Linked DNA regions of Sus scrofa: region 1 is linked to region 2. A link is a contact called in public HiChIP or PLAC-seq data. All regions are on one chromosome and are shown on one strand. Each heading gives the region's core, a stretch centred on a gene start, on an enhancer-like site or on the middle of the called end of the contact. The rest is flanking DNA. Distances are from core to core; before and after follow the strand shown.

Region 1 (6,789 bases), core at 121-2,620, 370 kb after region 2:
TTGCTGTGACTGTGGCTGTGGTGTAGGCCGGCGGCTACAGCTCTGATTCGACCCCTAGCCTGGGAACCTCCATATGCCACGGGAACAGCCCTAGAAAAGGCAAAAAGTCAAAAAAAAAAAAAAAAGGAAAGAAATACCAATTGTCTGATATGTAAAGATAGAAGTTCACTTTCCCTATAAGAATCTAAAAAGGAAATGAATAGTGTCTGCAAACAAGGTGGCAAATAATATACTCATTGTTACAGATGAGAAAACTGTCGCCCCGAAAGGTTATGTGAGAGGAGTCATGACGATAAGTATTTTCCGGGGCGGTGGTCTTCCCGCTGCTCCATGCTCTCCCCCGTGTTGCCCACGGTTTTCCCTCTGGGTTCTGCAAGTTCCTATGAGAGTGTTGCACAGACTCGTGACACCATTGGATGGTCAACAAAGGCCAACCAACTACCAGGTGCACTAAACACCATTTCCCTAAGCTTCCCTCTTCCCTTCTTCCATTTCAGTAAACAATTCACTCAGTATATATTTAGAAAGCAGGTGCGGTGTTCTTACATTGTAATGGTTTGGTGCGGGAGTTTCAAGTTTGAGAACTTTCCTGAAGCTTGGCAGCTGGAACATGCTGGAACAGGAATTACTGAAGTCTTTCTTCGAAACAAAATGTGATGGGATTGTGTATGCATTAGCTGCAGGGTGTTTAGAAATGATGGTATCCAACCGGGCCCGCTGTGAGGAAAAGCCAAAGAATCCACATCACCACTTATCTTATGGCTCTGAAGGACAGATGTCAAAGAGATGGTGCCTGGCATTTACTCTTTTTTTTTTTTTTAATCTTTTTAGGGCTGCCTCTGCAGCACATGGAGGTTCCCAGGCTAGGGGTTGAATTGGAGCTATAGCCGCTGGCCTACGCCACAGCCACAGCAACACAGGACCCGAGCCATGTTTGCAGTCTACACCACAGCTCACAGCAACACCAGATCCTTAACACACAGAGCAAGGCCAGGGCTCGAACCTGCGTCCTCATGGATATTAGTCAGATTAATTTGTGCTGAGCCACAACGGAAACTCCTAAAAGCACTTTATGAAAGGTGAAACTCTGGCAGGGAACAATGACAAAATTACCTTGGGCTTTGAGGATTTATTTGCTCTTGGAAAATGCAAGTTCAGGCCTGTGTTTACTTCTGTAAACTAACTCAAATTATTCATCTTATGTTTGGGATTTGGCAAAAGTAATTTTTGCCATAAATGCATTTTCACCCAATCCTGATGCAGGCCGCTTGACTCATCAGCTGCTGGGTGATTTGTACAATGGGAGGCTGTAGTCTTTTTTCTTCCTACCTTGGCTTTCCTTTGAGTCAAACCTCACTTCTCGTTTCTGAGGTTAAATAATCAGAACTTCCTAAATAACCGATTTGTTTCTAAGGCCTCCAAGGTCCAAGGTCCCATGAGGAACCACGCCTGTCCACCCACGCCTCCTCTCCCCCCACGTAATCACTGATTTCATAAAACCCTACGATATTTTTGGTGTTTCAACAGAACAAATCCTACCCCTTCCAGGAAGCTATGATAAACTATTTTCGGTTAAAAAAAAAAAAAGAATCAATGTTTGCCAAATGAAAAGGGACAAAAGCCATAAAAACTGGGCGATAACATCACCTTTCCCTGGGGTAGTATGGCAAGTATTGAAGCCTGATAAAACAAAAAATTTGTTTTGTTATTTCATGGTTAAAAGCTTGAGAACGTTGCCCGGGTCACCTCTGCTGGATAGGGGTCAGCGACTCCCCAAGCACAGAAGGTGGGGGAGGCTGTGTGAAGGCCTCAGGGCCCCACCTGACCTCACGCTGTACTTGGTGGCGGTAACTCTCTCCACCTGGTTCAGGCGCCACTGATTACTGGGCGGATGCGCCATCAGAAGCAGGAGCGTTCTTGTCCAGTCTTAGTTGTGCCGAGTCTAACCTGGGTTCGAGTCCCAGATCTGCCTCCTCCCACGTGGAAGGATGCATGGATGTTCTCAGAAGTAAGGTCACCCCAGCCTGGGAGTCACTTTGCCTTTGCGCTTGGGGCAATAGTTAGCTGCATACTTTTCGGGGGCTTTGCACTGAATCCCCATGACAACCCTGTGTAGACGCTGTTATGATTTTACCCCCACTTTGCAGATGAGGAAACTGAACCTCCTCAGCTAGTGAAGTGGTGGAACCAACATCCTCACCCAGACGGTCTGTCTCCACGAGGTGAGCAGCTGATAAATGCCTGTGGGAGGTTTTAATTCAGGAAGAATCACCACTCAAAATCTCCTGTGCCCAGGGGTGGAGGCGCACCCTCTGCTCTTTCCTCTTAACTCCCACAGAAGAAGCGTGTTGAGATCAGACCTTCCTTGGTGCTACCTTTTGCAGTGTGTCTGTCTTGGGTCACCCAGCGGTATAGACAAGTATGTTTTTCTTTTGTTCTTTTTTGTCTTTTTAGGACTGCACCTGCAGCATATGAAAGTTCCCTGGCTAGGAGATGAATTGGAGCTGCAGTGGCCGGCCTACACCACAGCCACAGCAACAAGGGATCTGAGCCACATCTGCGAACTAAGCTGCAGCTTGGGGCAACGCCGGATCCTTAACCCACTGGGCGAGGCCAGGGATCGAACCTGCACCTTATGGATACTAGGCCGGTTTGTTACTGTGGAGCCACAACAGGAACTCCAGCAAGTGTGTTTTCTTAAAGCACTCTTTCCCAAAGTGTGTTCCTTGGCATCCCAGCTCTATAAGATAAGATCCTATTGGTCATAGCAGCAGTAAGGAGAGAGCTCCAGGGTCAAATAAATTTGAGAAGTCTCACGACATGATCCCATTTCAGAGATTCCTAGCACTCATGGGGGTAGTAAATGCTCTGAGAAGAGCCACAGTAAAGAGACCTAACTTGGTTTAAACAGCCCTTTTCAACCTTCCTCCATCATAGGATCTTTTTGGCTTAGAATATCTACCAACATACCCTTTGGGAACGGTTGTTCCGAAAGATGCCTGTTCGAAGCAAAGTTTCATAAAATGTCATAATGGAGTTAGCGCCCGAGCACAGCTCAAGTGACACTTGCTCCCCAACCCTCCCTTGATTTTCTTTTCATTGTCAGGCCTACGGTCCCCAATCTGGCCTCATGCTGGCACTTATGAGCCCCCCTCCAGCACATACCAGTTCTTCCAAAGTCACTGCTGCCCCTGGGCAAATACAGAAAGGCTGTGGAAGTCTCCCCAGCCTGCCTCGTTTGACTTCCTAGTCGGCCCTGTGAATAATTCTGGAGCAAAGCTTTGGAATACAGTAGATTATGTGGACTTTGATGACAGGTCCTCTCAAAAGATTGAGTGCAATTGTTCCAAGAGTCATCAGGAAGTTTCTAAAACGTATTGACCCACAGAGGGTTTTGGTCGGCCTCACCCCAGCATCACACTCCTTCTACCATACCAGTGTCAATAAGGCAGACCTTTCTCTGACAAGGACTGCGTTTTTTTGTTTTTTTTTTTTTTTTCCTGGCCATGGACATTCTCAGGCCAGGGATCAAGCCCGTGCCACAGAAGTGATAAGACCGAATCCTTAACCACTAGGCCGCCAGGGAACTCCACGAGCAGGACCGCTTCTATTTCTTTTTTCTTTCTTTTTCTTTCTTTTCATTTGTTTGCTTTTTATGGAGGCACATAGAAGTTCCCAGGCGAGGGATGGAATCGGAGCTGCATCTTCAGGCCTGACCACAGCATAGCAACATGGGATCTGAGCCACATCTGCAACCTACAGTGCAGCTTGCGGCAATGCCAGATCCTTAACCCACTGAGCGAGGGCAGGGATCAAAACTGCATCCTCATGGACACTATGTCGGGTTCTTAACCCACTGAGCCACGATGGGAACTTTTTTTTTTTTTTTTTTTTTTTTAGGAGGACTACTTTTAATCCCTTCAGAGTCTTGGAATCTGGAACCAGGAGGCACTGAACATGACAGTCACCAAAAGAAGGGGCGGAGGAATGAAATTTGTGTCCAGTTCGGAAAGGAACTAGGCAAGATGCGGGGAGGTCCTGACAGAGCTCCTCCAACCACTTAAGGGCCCTGCCCAAGGATGCAGGCACTTGTGTGTTTATCCATGTAAATACAAACCCTCATATCCATCACAGCCAGGAGAGGAAGCCTGAACAGCTCTGCATCTGACTTCTCTGGGGTTGGGTCTGAGTTTTTTAAAGACCTGAAAGGTCTGATGAGATCCTGTCCTGTGCAGATCTTCCCTGGGGCCCCTTCTCCTCCAGACGGCCGGGCTGCGTCATCTGGAAAGTTACTGCCCGTAAAGCCCAGCAGGGAAATTGATGGTGTGCTCTGATTCAGTGCCTTCTTTGGCACCAGGCAGGAATGGGCTGTGCCACCATTTGGCAAAGACATTCTCAGGGAGAAAACTCGAGGTGTTGCAGGAAGTATTGTTTGTGACTCAGGCGGTAACAATCACAACATCTAACGTGTTTACGATGCTCCGCAGTTTCAAAGAGAATTTCACTCCCTGCAACGTTAACTTGCCCAGCGCCTCCGGGGCGTCTCTGCTCTATGAGGCAATTGGGACACTGAGGGTGACGTGCTTGAGGTCACATCAAGAACCCACAGCTGAGTCGGGATTAGGTTTAAGTCTTGTCTCCAGCACCAGGCCATCGTGAGACGGCACATCTTTTGCCCGGTTGCTCTGGAGTCTCTTTGCTTGCAGGGTTTGGGGCAGAAGAAAGAGGCAGAGGCTTGGCTGTTCTGTGAACTCACTGGGGGCATGTGCAGCCTCAACGTCTTTGCTAAAGAAGAGTTAACTCCAGAGTTAGTTTGCTCCCTGGGTCCTCAATTCTGCCAAGCTTGAATTCCAATAAGTGGCTGCATTCAGTGTGTCTTAAATGGTCTCTTTGTGTTGTGTGGTTTTTTGTTTTTTTTTTTTTAAATCAATTCCAATGTCAGGTATCATAATACATTTTTTGCAAGAGATTATTATAACTTTTAAAGGGACAGACGGCATAGGTGTCTTGTTGATGCTGGAGTGTGGGTTTGCTTTCTTTTTCACTTTCCTACCTCAGCTACTCTCACTACCTGCTTTGACCCTTTCTCCTTGTCATATCTATTTTTCTTGCCAACTGAGAAATGTTCAAATAAAGAGTATCCTTGCCCAGTTCCCGTCATGGCTCAGCTGAAACGAATCTGACTAGAATCCATGAGGACACAGGTGCAAGCCCTGGCCTCGCTCAGTGGGTTAAGGATCCAGTGTTGCCATGAGCTGTGGTGTGAACTGTAGTGTAGGTTGCAGACAAGGCTCGGATCTGGCATTGCTGTGGCTGGGGTGTAGGCTGGTGGCTACGGCTCTAATTTGACCCCTAGCCTGGGAAGTTCCATGTGCCACGGGTGTGGCCTTAAAAAGATCAATCAATCAATCAATCAGACTATCCTTGCCCAGATCTGGTCAGAGACATCAGCACTTTGTTTAGCTATTTGGTGGTTTGAGCCTTCCACAAAGATAAAGTCCCCCATCTTACGAAGAAGAGAAATGAAGAAGAGAGGAATGTCACCAAATTCCCAGCCTGCCGCCTGCATTCTTTCTGGTCGCATCCGATTTCTGAATAATATGAATAACCCACATAGACTAAGCCTTGTAAAAAATCCTATTAGGGCAAGATGTATAATAATAACTTTTTGCTGGTTTGCCTGAAACACTCAGGAAGATATTTGCTGGTCTGCTCCCTAAAGACAAAATTGGATTTTGAATGTTCTTCTAGCTTCGCTCCCCACTCTGGTAATGTGTAGCAGTGGAAAAAAATTACTGAAAGGCATGGGCTCCAGTTTCCCTGCATGAACGCTAAGGAGGTGGTTACTCTCCTAAATAGAACCACAGGCCTTTGGAGAGAAGGGGCCGGAGGGCCAATACCTGCTTGTGCAACGAAGGAAGGAAAGCATCCCGCAGATAATGCCCTCGCTCCGAGAAGGGGTTCTCACCATAGAGGGAAAGGTGCCCGTCCCTTTCTTAGACAAGGACACACTGTCGAACACAGGGGACTGGTGAATGACGTCGTAGAACCCAGGGCCAGGGATGTCGTCCTGAAAGGGAAGAGAACGCAGTGTCATCAGGATACTTTCAATTCCACGGGGCTTTTCTGCCAGCTTTACATCCATTGACACTAAGCCTTGGTGTAACCCTCCGGGACAGGCGTGGATGCCACTACACGGATGACAGCCCGGCCCCACCATTCCCAGACCTGCCTAGTCACCACCTCACTGAACCAGCTGGAATTCCAACCCGGCCCTGGGACCCCCGAGACCCCTTGCTCTTTCCTCGATGCCCAACTGCATTCCGGAAGAGCGCTCGGTTCGGCGTCCCATCAGAGGAGGGAGCGGGGAATGGGACCTGTGCGAGGTGGATGTGCAGGTCAGCGTGTGTGGACTGGGTGTGCCGAGCCCACGGCCAGGGGAGGGTGACCGATTTCACGTTCACCACACCCCACCTGACTCAGCTTCCTCCTCAGCCTTTCAGAAGAGAAATCAGGGAGTGTTTCTGTTTATGAAGCAAAATGAAACAAAAACAGCCTTCATCCCAAACAAGACCATTTCTTACTCCGCAGACAGAAAGAGGCGGGCTCGTGGGGCTCAAGGGCTAAGGGAGGCTGGTCGGTTAGAGAGGCACAGACAGAAGCGCCATGTCTAAGGTCGTTTCTGCTGTCACAGTCCATTGGGTTGGCCTCTCACTTCCCAGACGCGTTACCAGGGGGACGTGAATGTTGACAGAAGTTGGCCAGGCAAATAGCATGAAATGAGAAGGA
Region 2 (6,713 bases), core at 2,917-5,416:
CATCCCCCCCACATCCCCACCCCACCCCCACCTCTCCATCCCCACCTTGAATAAAGTCTTTCTTACAGGCTTTAACGAGTGCCATGAATAATTCTCCAACAGCTTTCAGGACCCATGAGAGGACATAGGAAATGGTCCACAAGGGTGGAGGCAAGGCCAGATTGGGGTCCAAGTTCTGGTTCTGGCTCGGCCTCATCCTGGCTGTGTGATCTTGAACCAAGTCTGAAACTTAGAATCTTCTCCTACACAACTAGAAGATGGGGTGGGCCATCCAGCTCTGATTTTCTGTAGGTCGCTTAGTAAAAGTCCATTGAATAAATGAAAGGAAAACAGTAACAGTCTCCACGTATTGAACTCTTACGGTATACAAGGCATTGAACTAAACTTTTTGAAAAAATTTATTTTTTTATTCTTACTGTAAACCTACTCAAAGAATGTTTCCCTCTGAGTGAAAGCGAAGCAGTGAAGCTGAACACCAGCCAAAGTTTTGTTCTTAGAATTCACAGAGTTTATACAGGGGCAGGCCAATCTTTTTGAGGATCCTTACATTTAGGACGAGTTGATTTTGACTTTTTTGTCTGTTAAATATCACTACTACATACACATTTTTTAAAGTTGAATTGGGAATCAAAGTGAATAGAGACAACGTGTGATTAGCAGAAAAACCTTGGAGGTTATACGCCTTTTTGTTTGTTTTTAATTTTATCGGCGTATAATTGACTTACGACGTTGTACTAGCTTCAGGTATACAGCAAAGTGAATCAGTTATACATGTACATATATCCATTCTTTCTTCCCCCATATAGTTTATTGCAAATGATTGAGCAGGGTTCCCTGTGCTCTACAGTAGGTTCCGGTTAATTATCTATTTTATACAGTCGTGTATATACCTTATTCCCATCCTCTTAATTCCTCCCTCTCTCCCTCCAACTGCTTCCCCTATGGTAACCCTAAGATTGGTTGTGAAATCTGTGAGTTTGCTTCTGTTTTACAAATAAGTTCCTTTGTATCCTTTTTAATTAAATTCCACATCTGAGTGATATCATCTGATATTTGTCTTTCTCGGTCTGACTTACTTCACTCAGTGTGATAATCTCTAGGTAGAACTAAACGTTTCCACAAATAACTTTCTCATCTGTGAGAAAATCTCACAACACTTAGCAGTAAGGATCGTCTAGCCATATTATATGACATATGGAAATACAACAGAACTTTTCCTAGGAAGGAGGTGGAAGGAGCGCCAAGGGTTTTTGGCTGAGACCAGGTCCAGCATCCTCTGTGCCCTGGACTCGCATCTTCACAGGGTCCTACAGGTCAGGAGGCAAGTCTCCTTCTTTAGCCCAGATTTTCCTGTCCCCTTGCTTCAACTGATGTTTCTTCAAAGCACTTATCATCATCTGACACCCACTACAGATTTCACTCATTTGGTTCATTGTCTGTCTCCCGTCCCTAAAATAGAAACTCCACAGCATCAGGGATCTATGTATATTTTGGTCACGTCTGCATCCCTTGTGCCTAGAACAGTGTTTGATATATACTAAGTGTTCAGCTCATATTTGTTGAATGAACAAATGAATGAATGAAGTAGCTGAACCTCAGAGAGGTTATAGAAAGTGACTTGCCCAATGTTATCCAGCCAGCAAGGGGCAATTCAAACCCAGGACTGTGACACTCTTGGAGTCAATCCATTGAAGCTCTATGTCATAACTGCCTTATTTATTCAATGAATGTTTATTGAGATCCTAATACCCATGGGGCCCTGTTCTAGGTGCTGGGGTTACAGCAATGAACAAAACAAAGTCCATGCCCTTGTGGAGCCTGTATCCTAGTGTCCCCTCATATGAAAAGAGATGTAACTTTATAACATTGGGAGGGTGGATGCAAGGACTGAGTGCTGATACTTCTAGTTAATACCCATGGTAGACATGACTAGTCCTTGGAGGCTCTTATTCCTGCTGAGCCCAGACACCGCACACACCCTCCAAAGTGCAACATACCAGGCTGCCACTGTTGACTGGAATTGGCACTGAAATAAACCCTATTTGGCAGGTATGAATAGGAGAATCAATAAGGGCATCAATCTGAACTTGCTGTGCAGCCAGGTTTGCAAATGCAAGTTCCATGGCTGACCCAGGACTTGGGGTTTCTTCCCAGCGGTCCCAGGAATTAGCCTGCCAGATTTGCATTTGTGCCCTCCCTTCCCTGTTAGAACATTCATGCATTCACTCACTCAGGCCCTCATTTGTTCACTCACCAAACGAGCTTAGTAAGTGCTAAGCACTAAGCCAGGTGCTTTATGTAGATCACTTCATCTAATCTTCATAGCAATGCTTTGAAGCCCATGCTTGTCACAAGTGAGAAAACTAATGCTAAGAATGGTGCTCAAGGCACACAAATGAATAGAGAAGCAGTGATCTGAACCCAGAACTTCCCATTCCAGAGCCTGTGCCCATTCCTCACACCAGGCTACACTCTCAGCTTCAACATAGCTTGGTCACCGCTAGGGCCCTTCGATCCAATCTGTATCTTGGTGAACCTCCTTGCCCTCCATTCCCCCAGGGGAGGCCAGTGGCTGGGGAAAGGAATGAGGGAGACACTGCCTGAGACCACTGGGAAGAAAACCTCATTATTTACAATAGCCAAGACATGGAGGCAACATAACAGAGGAATGGATAAAGAAGATGTGGTACATATATCAGTGGAATACTACTCAGCCACAAAAAATGAAATCATGCCATTCGCAGCAACATGCATGCAATTAGAGATTCTCATACTCTCATATATATATGTGTGTGTGTGTATATGTATAGCATATATACATACGACATATATATATATATATATATATTCTTTTTCAGATTCTTTTCCCTTATATGCTGTTACAAAATATTGAGTATAGTTCTCTGTGCTGTGCAGTAGGTCTTTGTTGGTTATTTTATATATAATAGTGTGTATCTGTTAATCTCATCCTCTTTATCCCTCTCACACCCCTTTCCCCTTTGGTAACCATAAGTTTGTTTTCTGTTTGTTTGTCTGTGGGTCTGTTTATGTTTTGTAAATAAGTTTATTTGTATCTCTCTTTTTTTTTAAGATCCCACATATGTGATATCATGTGATATTTGTTTTTCTCTATCTGGCTTATTTCAGTTAGTATGATAATCTCTAGGTCCATTCATATTGTTGCAAATGGTATTATTTCCTTCTTTTTATAGCTGAGTAGTATGCCATTATATATATACACGAATCTTCCATTTTTTTGTTTTTGGGCTCTGCTCAGGCCAGGGATCAAACCTGCACCATGGCAGGGACCTACTGCAGTGACAATGCCAGATCCTTGACCCACTGTGACACACATCTTTATCCATTCATCTGTTGATGGACTTTTTTAGGTTGTTTCCATGTCTCAGCTATTGTAAATAGTGCTCCAATGAACATTGGGGTGCAGGTATCTTTCCAAATTAATTTCAACTAATTTATTTTTTTTCTTTTTAGGGCCACACCTGTGGCATACAGAAGTTCCATATGGCAGGCTAGGGGTCGAATCAGAGCTGTGGCTGGTGGCCTACGCCACAACCACAGCAACGTGGGATCTGAGCTGAGTCTGTGACCTACACCACAGCTCATGGCAGTGCCAAATCCTTAACCCACTTAGTGAGGCCAGAGATCAAACCTGCATCCTCATGGATACTAGTTGAGTTTGTAACCTGCTGAGCCACAACAGGAACTCCCACGAATTCATCTTTAGATGAAAGTTTTCCTATATGGGAGCTCAAGGACAATCTCCATTGCATGCTGTCTTAGGTAACCTCCCTGGATTTCCACTACCCCCACCTGGACCCCTTTTCCCAAACCCTGGGTCAGGTTCTGAATTCCCATAGTGTTCAGGTTGCTGAACCACCGATGGAGCATTGAACGTGGAGTCAGAAATCTTGGATGCAATCTGGATGATTCTGGGCTAAGCCAACTTGCCCAAGTCAGCTAAACCTCAGGCTCCTCATTTATGAAATGGAAGTGCTGTCACTGCGAATGTAATTAAATGCTCAGCACTTCCTGGGCTCTGAGCCCTTTAAACCCACACTTCCCTCAATCCTCACAACTACCCAGTGAGCTAGACATCATCATCTCTGTTCTACCAATGACGAAACTGACCCAGAGACTTTCAGTAACTTGCCCAGGGTTGTGCAATGTCTGAGTGGTGGAGCTGGGATTCAAAACCAGGCTGTCAGGCTCTGGAGCTTGTGCTGCCCCATTTGGAGGTGGGGGGTGCGAAACTCAAGGAGAGCTTGTGAAAGGAAGCGAAAGGGCTTCTGTAAATGAAAGCCATGCTGTGGGTAAAGGTGGAGAAACCTTTTTCTAGCTATTTGTAGCTCCCTCGGAGCACCTGGCCTGTTCTGCACTGCAGTGTACACGGTTGCCCCAATTCTGACTCTCACTGTCAAAACTTCTTAAAGGCAAGACTCATGTCATCTTCATCTCTGCACCCACAGAGCATCCAAACCAGCTCCAAGGACTGAATTAGAGCTCAGGAAAAAAAAAAGTAGATGGAGTGGATTCCTCATTTAAGCCGAAGCACTCAGGCAATTATTTCTGCTCATTAAAGTGTGATGAAAATGAGAACACCTTTCAAAAACCCTTTACAATAAATGTCAGTGTTCCTGAAACACTTCTAAATCATGCCTTCCAGCCTGGGGGTTGAAACTCAACCTAGCATTTTCTTTCTGAGAGTTTGCAGATGTGGTTTCAAAAAAAAAGGGGGAAAAGAGAAGCTGAGAGAGACTTTATGGCTCCAGCAGAGCCCCCCACCCACCCACCCCCACACACATCCCTCAGGGTAGGAAGGAAGCCTTCCATTCAAGTAGGAGAATCTGACAGGGGAGGAGGTGGGGGTGAAGTTATTTAAAAGCAGAATTCTCTTGGAGTTCCCTGTGTTGCTCAGCAGGTTATGAACCTGACTAGTATACATGAGGATGCGAGTTCCATCCCTGGCCTTGCTCAGTGGGTTAAGGATCTGGCGTTGCCCTGAGCTGTGGTGTAGGTTGTAGTCGAGGCTCAGATCCTGGTGTTGCTGTGGCTGTGGTGTAGGCTGGCAGAGGCAGCTCTGCTTTGATCCCTAGCCTGGGAACTTCCACATGCCACAGGTGTGGCCCTAAAAAGCAAATAAAATAAAATAAAACAAAATATAAATAAATAAATAAATAAATAAATAAAAGCAGAACTCTCTCAGGCCAAGAGGTCCTGTGGAAACTTGTTTTGACAAAATTCTCTTGTGTGTGACCTGATCAGGAAACTCTAGGGAAGCTTGAGCAAGATTTGACATTATGAGACAGATGCCCATGAAATTTGATTCAGAAGCTTCCCTAAAACTCAGGTTTTGTTTTTTGTCTTTTGAAGGCTGCATCCATGGCACATGAGGTTCCCAGGTGAGGGATTGAATTGGAGCTACAGCTGCTGGCTTACACTACAGTCATAGCAACTCTAGAACCTAGCCATGTCTGTGACCTACACCACAGCTCATGGCAATGCTGGATCCTTAACCCATTGAGCGAGGCCAGGGATCGAACCCTCGTCCTCATGGATGCTAGTTGGGTTTGTTAACCACTGAGATACTATGCGAACTCCCAAGTTGTGGTTCTTCTGGTAGAAGTCTGGAGAACCTCGGTAGTTTCTAGCGTAGCAAGAAGGGAAATTCTTCAACATGGTTATATTAGTGGGTTTGCCATTCCTTTTCCACACAGGGAGCAGCAAACTTCCCCAAGTCAACATTCAACCAAAATAGGATTCATTTGACAGGCGCTAAATGCAGCTGAAAAGACCTCCTTCTTCTACTTAGGAACATTCATCTGAGACATCTGCCAATCATTAACTTAACTCTTAAATTATAACCAATAATATTTCACATTCGCCTGAGCTATTTTTCATTTATGTATGTATTTATTTTTCTTTTTATAGCCACACCTGTGACATATGGAAATTCCCAGGCTAGGGGTCCAGTTGGGCCTACAGCTGCGGGCCTACACCACAGCCACAGCAACACTAGATCTAAGCCACATCTGTGACTTACACTGCAGTTTGTGGCAACGCTGGATCCTTAACCCACTGAGCGAAGCCAGGGATTGAACCTGTGTCCTCACGGATACTAGTCAGATTTGTTTCTGCTGAGCCACGCTAGGAACTCCTAGGGGGCAATCGTTTTTAAAGGGGAGTTTTAGGGATGTATAGACGGAAGGAGGGGGCTACGTATAGAAACAACAGAGTCAGCTCTGGCAGTCACCTTGTAGTAGTCTGATCGGTGTCATCTTTATTGTGTTTATTTTGTTTTTAAAAAATCTTTAATTTTTATGGCCACACCCACAGCATATGAAAGTTCCCAGGCCAGAGACTAAATCTGAGCCATGGCGACAACCTATGCCAGATCCTTTAACCCACTGCGCCAGCCAGGGATCAAACCCACACCTCTGCAGAGACCAAGCTGCTGCATCACTGTGCCACAGTAGGAGCTCCAGTCTTGATTGTTTTAAGTACAGTTAATCTTCAGCTCTAGGGTTGGTTTGTTCTCATTTCTTTGAGGCCATTTCTTGGAATTGAGGAGCTTATGTCATGCCTACATTCTGGCCATCTTCCAGCTGGTAGGGGTTTCAGTATCCATAAGACAGATCAAAGGATACAGCTCAGAATGGTATTCGTGGCCCTTGAAGAGGAACTAAAAGTCCTTG

The links. HiChIP or PLAC-seq counts read pairs in DNA pulled down with a chosen protein or histone mark.
Region 1: an H3K27ac HiChIP or PLAC-seq map of alveolar macrophages shows a contact between it and region 2. The contact joins two enhancer-like sites. A contact is called at or near these places in 1 of 47 Hi-C or Micro-C datasets (embryonic fibroblasts) and 1 of 2 datasets of contacts at active chromatin or transcription factors (alveolar macrophages).

The regions. Positions count from the first base shown.
Region 1 is chr6:82,075,116-82,081,904 of Sscrofa11.1, forward strand. STPG1 (O(6)-methylguanine-induced apoptosis 2) reads right to left here. Exons shown (of 8, transcript XM_021095547.1): 3 at 5,969-6,070; 4 at 547-717. Among named protein-coding and RNA genes, the nearest start is that of STPG1, 33 kb to the right of the region's middle. Within about 2 kb of position 1,371, at least 5 of the 83 cell types and tissues checked have an H3K27ac peak or open chromatin away from gene starts, as enhancers often do. A contact at or near this core is called in alveolar macrophages, where this site is marked.
Region 2 is chr6:81,702,080-81,708,792 of Sscrofa11.1, forward strand. No RefSeq gene overlaps it. Among named protein-coding and RNA genes, the nearest start is that of CNR2, 13 kb to the left of the region's middle. Within about 2 kb of position 4,167, at least 8 of the 83 cell types and tissues checked have an H3K27ac peak or open chromatin away from gene starts, as enhancers often do. A contact at or near this core is called in alveolar macrophages, where this site is marked.